2 separate regions of the Mus musculus genome follow, and region 1 is linked to region 2. The links are chromatin contacts, called in public HiChIP or PLAC-seq maps. All regions are on one chromosome and are shown on one strand. Each heading gives the region's core, a stretch centred on a gene start, on an enhancer-like site or on the middle of the called end of the contact. The rest is flanking DNA. Distances are from core to core; before and after follow the strand shown.

Region 1 (3,483 bases), core at 78-2,577, 170 kb before region 2:
AAGGGTTTCAAGAGTCAGTGAGTATCTGCTAGAGTAATAATCGCCATGTTCCATTGCCCAGCTATATCTTTACTTGACCCCATAGCAAGTTCTTGAGAGCAAGAGACATTGGGGAGAGGCAGGAGCACTTGGTTCTCTGGCCCCTGAGTTATCTGCCAAGAAGAACTTGTCATTGCGTCCTCCGTGAGTGTAAGGACAGCAGAGATGGCTACTTTGGCGAGACAGCAGATCTAAGGCAAGGAAATCACATGCCCAGAGCCCCAAAGGACTTGGTTAAGAATGAGGCTCTCCTGCTTGATGTAAGAAATGTGCTAATAGGCATGAGGACCCTGAGAACACCAAGCACTGAGCTCCATAGAATAGACCACCTTTAATCGGTAAGTCTTAGCTGGCCTGGCTACCTGGTGGAGTTGGTGGTGTATCATAGTTTAGTAGGAGAATGCTTACAAGGCCTGTGTAGCATCTCCAGTACCACGCCCACAAAAGCAGTACTTCAAGAGTATATATATATATATATATATATATGTGTGTGTGTGTGTACATATATATGTATATATGTGTGTATATATGTATGTGTATATGTATATATGTGTGTGTGTATATATATGTGTGTGTGTGTGTGTGTGTGTGTATAGTGAGCACTTTTCTGAATATATTCTGAGATCAAGTTCAACACCGATCATTTATGCACTAAGTCTCATGTGGCTGCTGGGTGTGAACCAATAGTAGATTAAGTTGTGGTAGTGACCCTGAAGCTTTATCCCTCAAAGAAGCTTCCATTCTGGCTCAACTGGGAGCCAGTGGTCAGGTTAAGGTGAAAGGTGATGAAGCCTGACTCATTTGGTCATTCACTTTGTGACAGACACTGTGGGACTAAAACAAGGAGTCAGACTGGTAAAAGCTGTAGAGGGGTGGCATAGGTGAGAGTGGGCCCGGATAAACGTGATGTCTGCAGAGAACAGAGCTGTTGCAGTTGCCAATTAATCGCTACTTAAATCTTGGGGATCAGTGGCACACAATTTTCAGGACCAAATCTATAGCATAGAGCAAAAAAACCCCATAACCTCTCAAGGACAGAGTGTCTTCTCGCAGCTGAGACTTGAGGAAAGCAACTTCCTGGAGGAAGAGGCCATGCACAGGCTTTGAGCTTTAGTGTCCTGGGGATTAGTGAGTTTTATGAGAACAACACAATAGGATTAAGCCACATCAATCAAAGCTGGCTTGGCTTTGGCAGCAAGCCCTTGAAAGGGTGAAAAGGCAGAGGCAGCTGTGGGTTTTGGTCGCATCTGGAGGGAATGACTTGTATTGAGAGCACGCCCATCTCCTGATCCACAAGGGATGACTCAGACGGGCCCAAGGGTGCTCACTACTGGACCACCAGATCAGCAAGTGGGGTCTTTACTGTACTTAGAGATGTGTCGCCCAGTTGGCTTGACTAATGTGTTCCCAGGGAAGTAAGCTGGTGTGGGGGCTGTGGGGAGAGAAATCTCTTCCTGGTTGTACAACTGGAGGATTCTCTCCGATGGTGATATTTGTCCCTGGCTGCTCTCCCACACCTCAGTAATCAATCCTTCTCAGAAAGCAAGCTTGCTGGGTAAGGGGAAAGGGTGGAAGAGATCCTCCTGTCCTTAGGAGGAGGAAACAGAAAATAGAGAAAAGTGTCAATCTTAGCAACCTGATGGAATTTACGTAGCAAAGAGAAAAGGCTTCTCATTGGGAAAAAAAAAATTAGGGTAATTGGATGAAAATTGTACCTGGAAGCCAGTGAGCTGTCCCCATAAAGGGACCAGCAAAAAGGGACTGGAGGGCCTGCTCAGCTCCTGCTCTGTCTCAGGCTAGAATTCTGACAGGCAGGAAGCCATGCTGACCCTCAAGCCTTCAGAAAGGCCACACAGTCCTTAGGTCACTGGGTTGTCCCAAGAGCTCCCAGAGGGCAGGAAGGATCGCTATGGTTATGATGTCTATTTGACAATTGAATGCTCAAAGGATTAAAGTAGTTTGCCAAAATCTACGCATTTGATCACTCCCTGAGCAGGGACTGGGCCCTCCTTTTCAGCCAGCCACTCCTGGGAAGAGAGATGAGGAAGTAAGACCCAGCCCAGCATACTGCCTGCTGTGCGATCTCTAGTGATCTCTAGCTACACCTTGCTTTCAGCATGAACATCAATCTAAGTGAAGATGAGAAAAAGGGCTGAGAGGGATGGGTGGGTAACACTCTTGCCCAAGGGGCCAGCGTCTGTAATAGCAGCATTTCCAGAACGTGCTATGGCCCCTGGAGAGGCCATGGGTCCTGAAGTAAACGTGTGTCGACATGTCCACAGTCCCTTCCAGACAGAGCTGACCCAGGATCACACCAGCTGGCTGGGTGACAGAGGAGAGCAGACTATTTGGCCTGGAGTCAGGCCAGTCTGACTGACAGAGTCATGTCACTCTGCCCTGAAGCTTTGTGGTATCACCCTGGATATTGCTACCCTCCTTCATCACACCTCACTCCACCACAGCCAGCTGTGACTGAGTGGATCTGGGGAACTTACAAGGTAATGGCACCCTGCCTGCAGCCTGGGTGAGGACATCACCACATGACTGGAGGCGGCAGGAGGTGTGTGTACTGCGGTCATCAAACACTAAAATCCAGGAACCAGAGAGATGGCTCCGCAGTTAGGAGCATGCACTACTCTTTCAGAGAACCTGAGTTTGGTACTAGCACCCATATTAGGCAACTTACAATCACCCACAACTCCATCTGCATGGAATCTTAAGCCTCTGACCTTGTGGGTACTGGCACTTACTTGCACACACACACACACACACACACACACACACACACACACACACACTTACTTTTTAAAAAGATTTAAGGAAGGAGTAAACCCATTAAAAAGCCTTTGTAAGCTCAAGGACATGGTCGCTGCCATCAGGAAGTGTAGTTGTCACCACTGGGAGATAACTCTCTTGGGCAATCTGCCTGCAGATTCTTGTTGTCCCAGGAACCAAGGGCACAGCTGACATTGACTGGCCAGCAGCCAGGGATGTTAAGTACCCCACAGTGTGTAGGGTAACTCTTCACAACAAGACAAGCTGCTTGAAATGTCAAAGGCTTCGTCCCAGAAGACACTGGTCAGGTGTCAGTCAGGCTACTCAGCTGCCTCATGACAAGGTCTCTGTGCTCCCCACCCCCATTCTGCAGTGTAGACTCCGAGATCTAGGGAAGTTGGGATCCTGGATTCTAACCCCCAAAATAAATTTCCTCTACAAAGGGGCAAAGTGAGGCTTTCTGTTTAGGTGAATGTGGTGGGGTGGGGGTGAGGAAAGGGGGGTGAATGACTGCTTCAGGGTCAGTTCTGAATTTCTTCCTTGGCTTTCAATGCTGCCTCTGCCAGGCCTGGTGTGGTAAGCAAAGGTGATGTTTGCCAGGCTCCTTGGTGAATACAATACCAGCTTCCAAACAAACTGAAGGATGAGATAGTCAGGGCACAGGGCTTG
Region 2 (3,799 bases), core at 316-2,815:
CAGCAGCCTTGGGAGTCTATAGAGTTGGGGTGTCTCCCCAGGGTTGTTTGGGGTACACACGAGGTTAGGGAAGAGATGAAAACCAGAGTAGCCAGTGTCTCCCTCTAAGGCACAGGGCCCTGTGGAGGACTCAACCAATGTCCACAAATAATGGCAAGACCTGAAGCAGGTCCTGATGGCTGCTCTCCTCTCCTCCTGACCCACCCCTGTTTGACCAGGTGCACAGGATACCTCAGTCAGGGCCAGAAAGAGCAGACTGAGCCAAACCTGAGTTTGCTTTAGGCAAATGTCTGTTAAACCTCGGTTCACTGAGATGAGACAGGAAGAGAACTCTGCAGGGGTTCTGATGGGGGAGGGGTGAGCCAGTCATGAAAGGTTCTCTACCCTCTTTTCCTGGAGAGGATGCATCTTGGGTGACACTGGGGAAGAATCTTCCCAAAGGGTGATGCCTCCAAGCCACTTTAGGAAGCTACCTTTGAGCTGCTGTGCTTTCTCAACATAGCACACACACACACACACACACACACACACACACACACACACAGGCAGGTTTTTTTCTCTGCATTTGAGCCATATATGGGTTTTTCTTCCCAAAGCTGAGGGTCCCTGATGGAAAAACTCTCCTGGGCTGGTAAGAGCACCCACTGCAACTCATGGACCTGAGCTTGGAGCCTAGCAACCGTGTTGTAAAACGCTGGGTATGGCTTGCATGTGCACCCCCAGTGCTGTTGGGAGTGCAGACAGGGGCATCACTGGGGCCTGCTGGCAACCAGTCTAGCTCTAGGTTCAGGGAGATACCCTGCCTCAAAGGAATAAGGAAGAGCAGGACACCCACCTGGCATCCTGCTCTGGCCTCCCTGCTTATTCACAGGAGCTGAACCCTGCACACGCGCGTGTACACAGCACCCCTCCCCCTTCCAGGGTTTGTTGGTGAAAAAGATGAAGGAAATTTCAAGAGCTAAGGTGGTGAAGAAGGACTATTGGGACGTCTCTGGCTAGGGTAAGATACCATGAAAGGAGACCTGTCACCATGGCCCAGGCCACCCGTCCTGGGTAGTGTAGCCTCAGCTAAGCTGTGGCTGGAGCCCTTTCAAGACTCCATCCAGCATGTCCAGGTGTCACCAGCGGCCCCTTAATCAGTCTGAGCTGCTACAGTGCAGAGTCCCTCTGGCCACCCACGAGAGCTTTGTTTAGTGTCTGAATAGTAATGAAAATGACAGGCGTGTGGGTGGCCCCTGAAGTAGGCTGTCCTCTGTCCCTGCCTTCAGCAAACATTTCTTCAGCTCCACGGGGAGAATGACAAGCTCCCAGGAAGTCCCCAGGGAAAGGACAGATGTCCTGCTGTACATTAGGAGTAAAATAAAAATAGCCTTGGGAAGAGCATAAAAGCATGGAGGTGACTGATCACCCGCCCACACGTCTGGGCCGTATGTCACCCCAGGTCTCTGTGGTAGACAGAGCTGGGCTGGAATCCCCCCTTTTCCGTTCACCAGTGGTGTGAGCAAAGGCCAATGACTCAGCCTCTGAATTCCACCTCATTATCTGCTGGGATTTAGAAACACGCAGGCTCTAGAGAAGTAACACTGTCCCAACTCCCTGAGCTGCTCTCCTCAGAGGCTGCTCTCAGCAGACGCTGCTCTGCTGCGTGCTGGCTGGCGGCTGCATATTGGCTGGTGGCTAATCCTTCCGTTTCCTCTCACAAGAGTTTTCAATCTGCTGAATTTAAAAACGGAATTGGATCATTTAAGAACCCCAGCAGGGTGGTGGGGACAGTAAAAAAGGGAAGGCTCACAGTATTTCAGGGGTAATTAAGACAGAAGTGGCCATAAGGTCACCTCCTGGATGTTTCTGGAGTCCTGTTGGTGGAGATTTAAAGGAAGGAGAGTCCAGAGGGCTGGGGACTTCACACTGGGGCAGCCAGAGGATGTGACTGTGCTGGACCTAAAGGATGGACACAGCAAACATTCAGTTGTGGGGAATACCGGGGAGCAGAGAAAAGGTGGAGAGAACAAGAAGACATGGGAGGGGTGGACAGGAGCTCAGGACAGGCGGCAGTGGTACCAGCTGGTTGGGGGTGCAGCACCTGCTTTGGTGGCTGGAGAACACAGAGGGCAGGGAAGCTGGCCAGGAAGTCACCATGTCCTCTGCTGGGGGTGAGGGTAGTGATTAGCAGGGGCTCAAGGACCCAGGTTTGTACTTAGGAAGGTGCTGGAAGGTATAGGGGGGGAAGACAGGTAGAGCTTAATGAGGCCAGTCCAGTCCAGAAGAGAAGCCAGGGCCATGTGGGGATGGAAAGAAGGAAGTTTGCTTCTGGTGTGACAGACACAGGGAGGCCAGGTTGACACCTAGGGGTCATTTCCTGAATCTCTATAGAAAAGGAGATGGTGACCAATGCACCTGGGGCATCGGGTAGGTTTTGGTCGGCCAGGGTGGCATGTCTGCCTGATCACAAATCCAGGTCCCCTGGACTCTCAGACACAAGGCCCTCCCGGCCAGTCTTCCATTGTCTCACTGATGACACAGACCGGTCTGCAAGGGCAGCCGTGGCAGAAGAGGGAACTTGTCTCCACCAAGAGGACACGGGTGGCTCTGGCTGACTGTGAGGGACAAGGTTTTGTCCTATGGCTTCAGTGACCTGCTTCAGGGAAGGCCACAAACACAGCTTCTTCTCTCGGTCACTCAGCCAACACCAGCCCCCAGGTGTGCTGAGGTCCACAGGGTGCGGGCAGATGAGTTTGAGGCCCAGGGTACATCGGGGTACATGATAGCTCAAAGGCACAGCCACCACCGCCCTGTTCTCTCAGTGGGGAGGAAAGACATGGATACCCCTACTCTGAGCTACTGACAGGACAGAGACTGGGAGACTCTCGACCAATCAGTTGGGTGGAGGTTCTCACTTTGCAAGGCTGCTTTTCGGTCTTTCCCTTTTTCTTTTCCTTTCCTTTCTCATTTTTTATTTTTGTTTTTATTTATTTATTTTGAGGCAGGGTCTCAGGTAGCCCAGGTTGGCCTTGAACTCCTTATCTTGTGTCTACCTGTAGCGTGTTTGGGATTAGTGCTGCCTGTTACTGTACACTGTTTATGCCTGTCTCCATGAAGTGCAGGGAATCAGAGCTTTGTGCATGATAGACAAACATTCTACCAACTGAGCTACATCCCCTGGCCCTCCCTCTTGAGCCTGCCTTTCTAACTGCTCCTAGCACCAGGCCAATCCCAGCCATCCTTGGACTAGCAGAGTTCTAGTTGACATTGATGGCCCAGTCCTGAATTCTGAAGCCAGGTCCAATCTATGCATGCTACTTGCTTTGGTTTTTTTAAGGTTTAGGAAGATTAAGAATTAATGAGGGCAAGGCAGGGCGCACCCCTGGGAACTGTTTCCTGGCTGTGGGCCAGGGAGCTCAGCCTGTAAGGGGGAAGAAGGACACTTGGACAATGCTTCCCCAAGGGAGGGGCACACTAGGGGTCACACCGTGGGCAAGTGGTCTCTGGTATCCTCCAGCCCAGTGTCAGGGCCTCTGTGGACACTGTTGATTCTTTTGGGTTTTTGTTGTTGTTTTTTGTTTTTCAAGACAGGGTTTCTCTGTGTAGCCCTGGCTGTCCTGGAACTCACTTTGTAGACCAGGCTGGCCTCGAACTCAGAAATCCACCTGCCTCTGCCTCCCGAGTGCGTGCGCCACCATGCCTGGCTGATTCTTGGGGCTGCTGGAGGGGCACTGTTCATCCTAGAACTTTACTGGGGTTTCTCCCACACTCAAATGAAATGCCTTCCTCTCTTCCTCAGAAGCTGCAATTGGGCTGA

The links. HiChIP or PLAC-seq counts read pairs in DNA pulled down with a chosen protein or histone mark.
Region 1: an HNF4G HiChIP or PLAC-seq map of pancreatic cancer cells shows a contact between it and region 2. The contact joins two enhancer-like sites. A contact is called at or near these places in 2 of 39 promoter capture datasets (embryonic stem cells and second pharyngeal arch cranial neural crest), 3 of 484 Hi-C or Micro-C datasets (the G1E-ER4 cell line, embryonic stem cells and nephron progenitors), 1 of 115 datasets of contacts at active chromatin or transcription factors (pancreatic cancer cells) and 2 of 9 other capture datasets (embryonic stem cells and macrophages).

Annotation. Positions count from the first base shown.
Region 1 is chr11:79,777,700-79,781,182 of GRCm38.p6, reverse strand. All of the region lies in intron 2 of 9130204K15Rik (a long non-coding RNA gene), which reads left to right. Among named protein-coding and RNA genes, the nearest start is that of 9130204K15Rik, 17 kb to the left of the region's middle. Within about 2 kb of position 1,327, at least 58 of the 459 cell types and tissues checked have an H3K27ac peak or open chromatin away from gene starts, as enhancers often do. A contact at or near this core is called in pancreatic cancer cells, where this site is marked.
Region 2 is chr11:79,608,922-79,612,720 of GRCm38.p6, reverse strand. All of the region lies in intron 1 of Rab11fip4 (RAB11 family interacting protein 4 (class II)), which reads right to left. It overlaps Rab11fip4os1 (RAB11 family interacting protein 4 (class II), opposite strand 1), which reads left to right. Exons shown (of 3, transcript NR_003283.1): 3 at 3,782-3,799. Among named protein-coding and RNA genes, the nearest start is that of Rab11fip4os1, 12 kb to the left of the region's middle. Within about 2 kb of position 1,565, at least 167 of the 459 cell types and tissues checked have an H3K27ac peak or open chromatin away from gene starts, as enhancers often do. A contact at or near this core is called in pancreatic cancer cells, where this site is marked.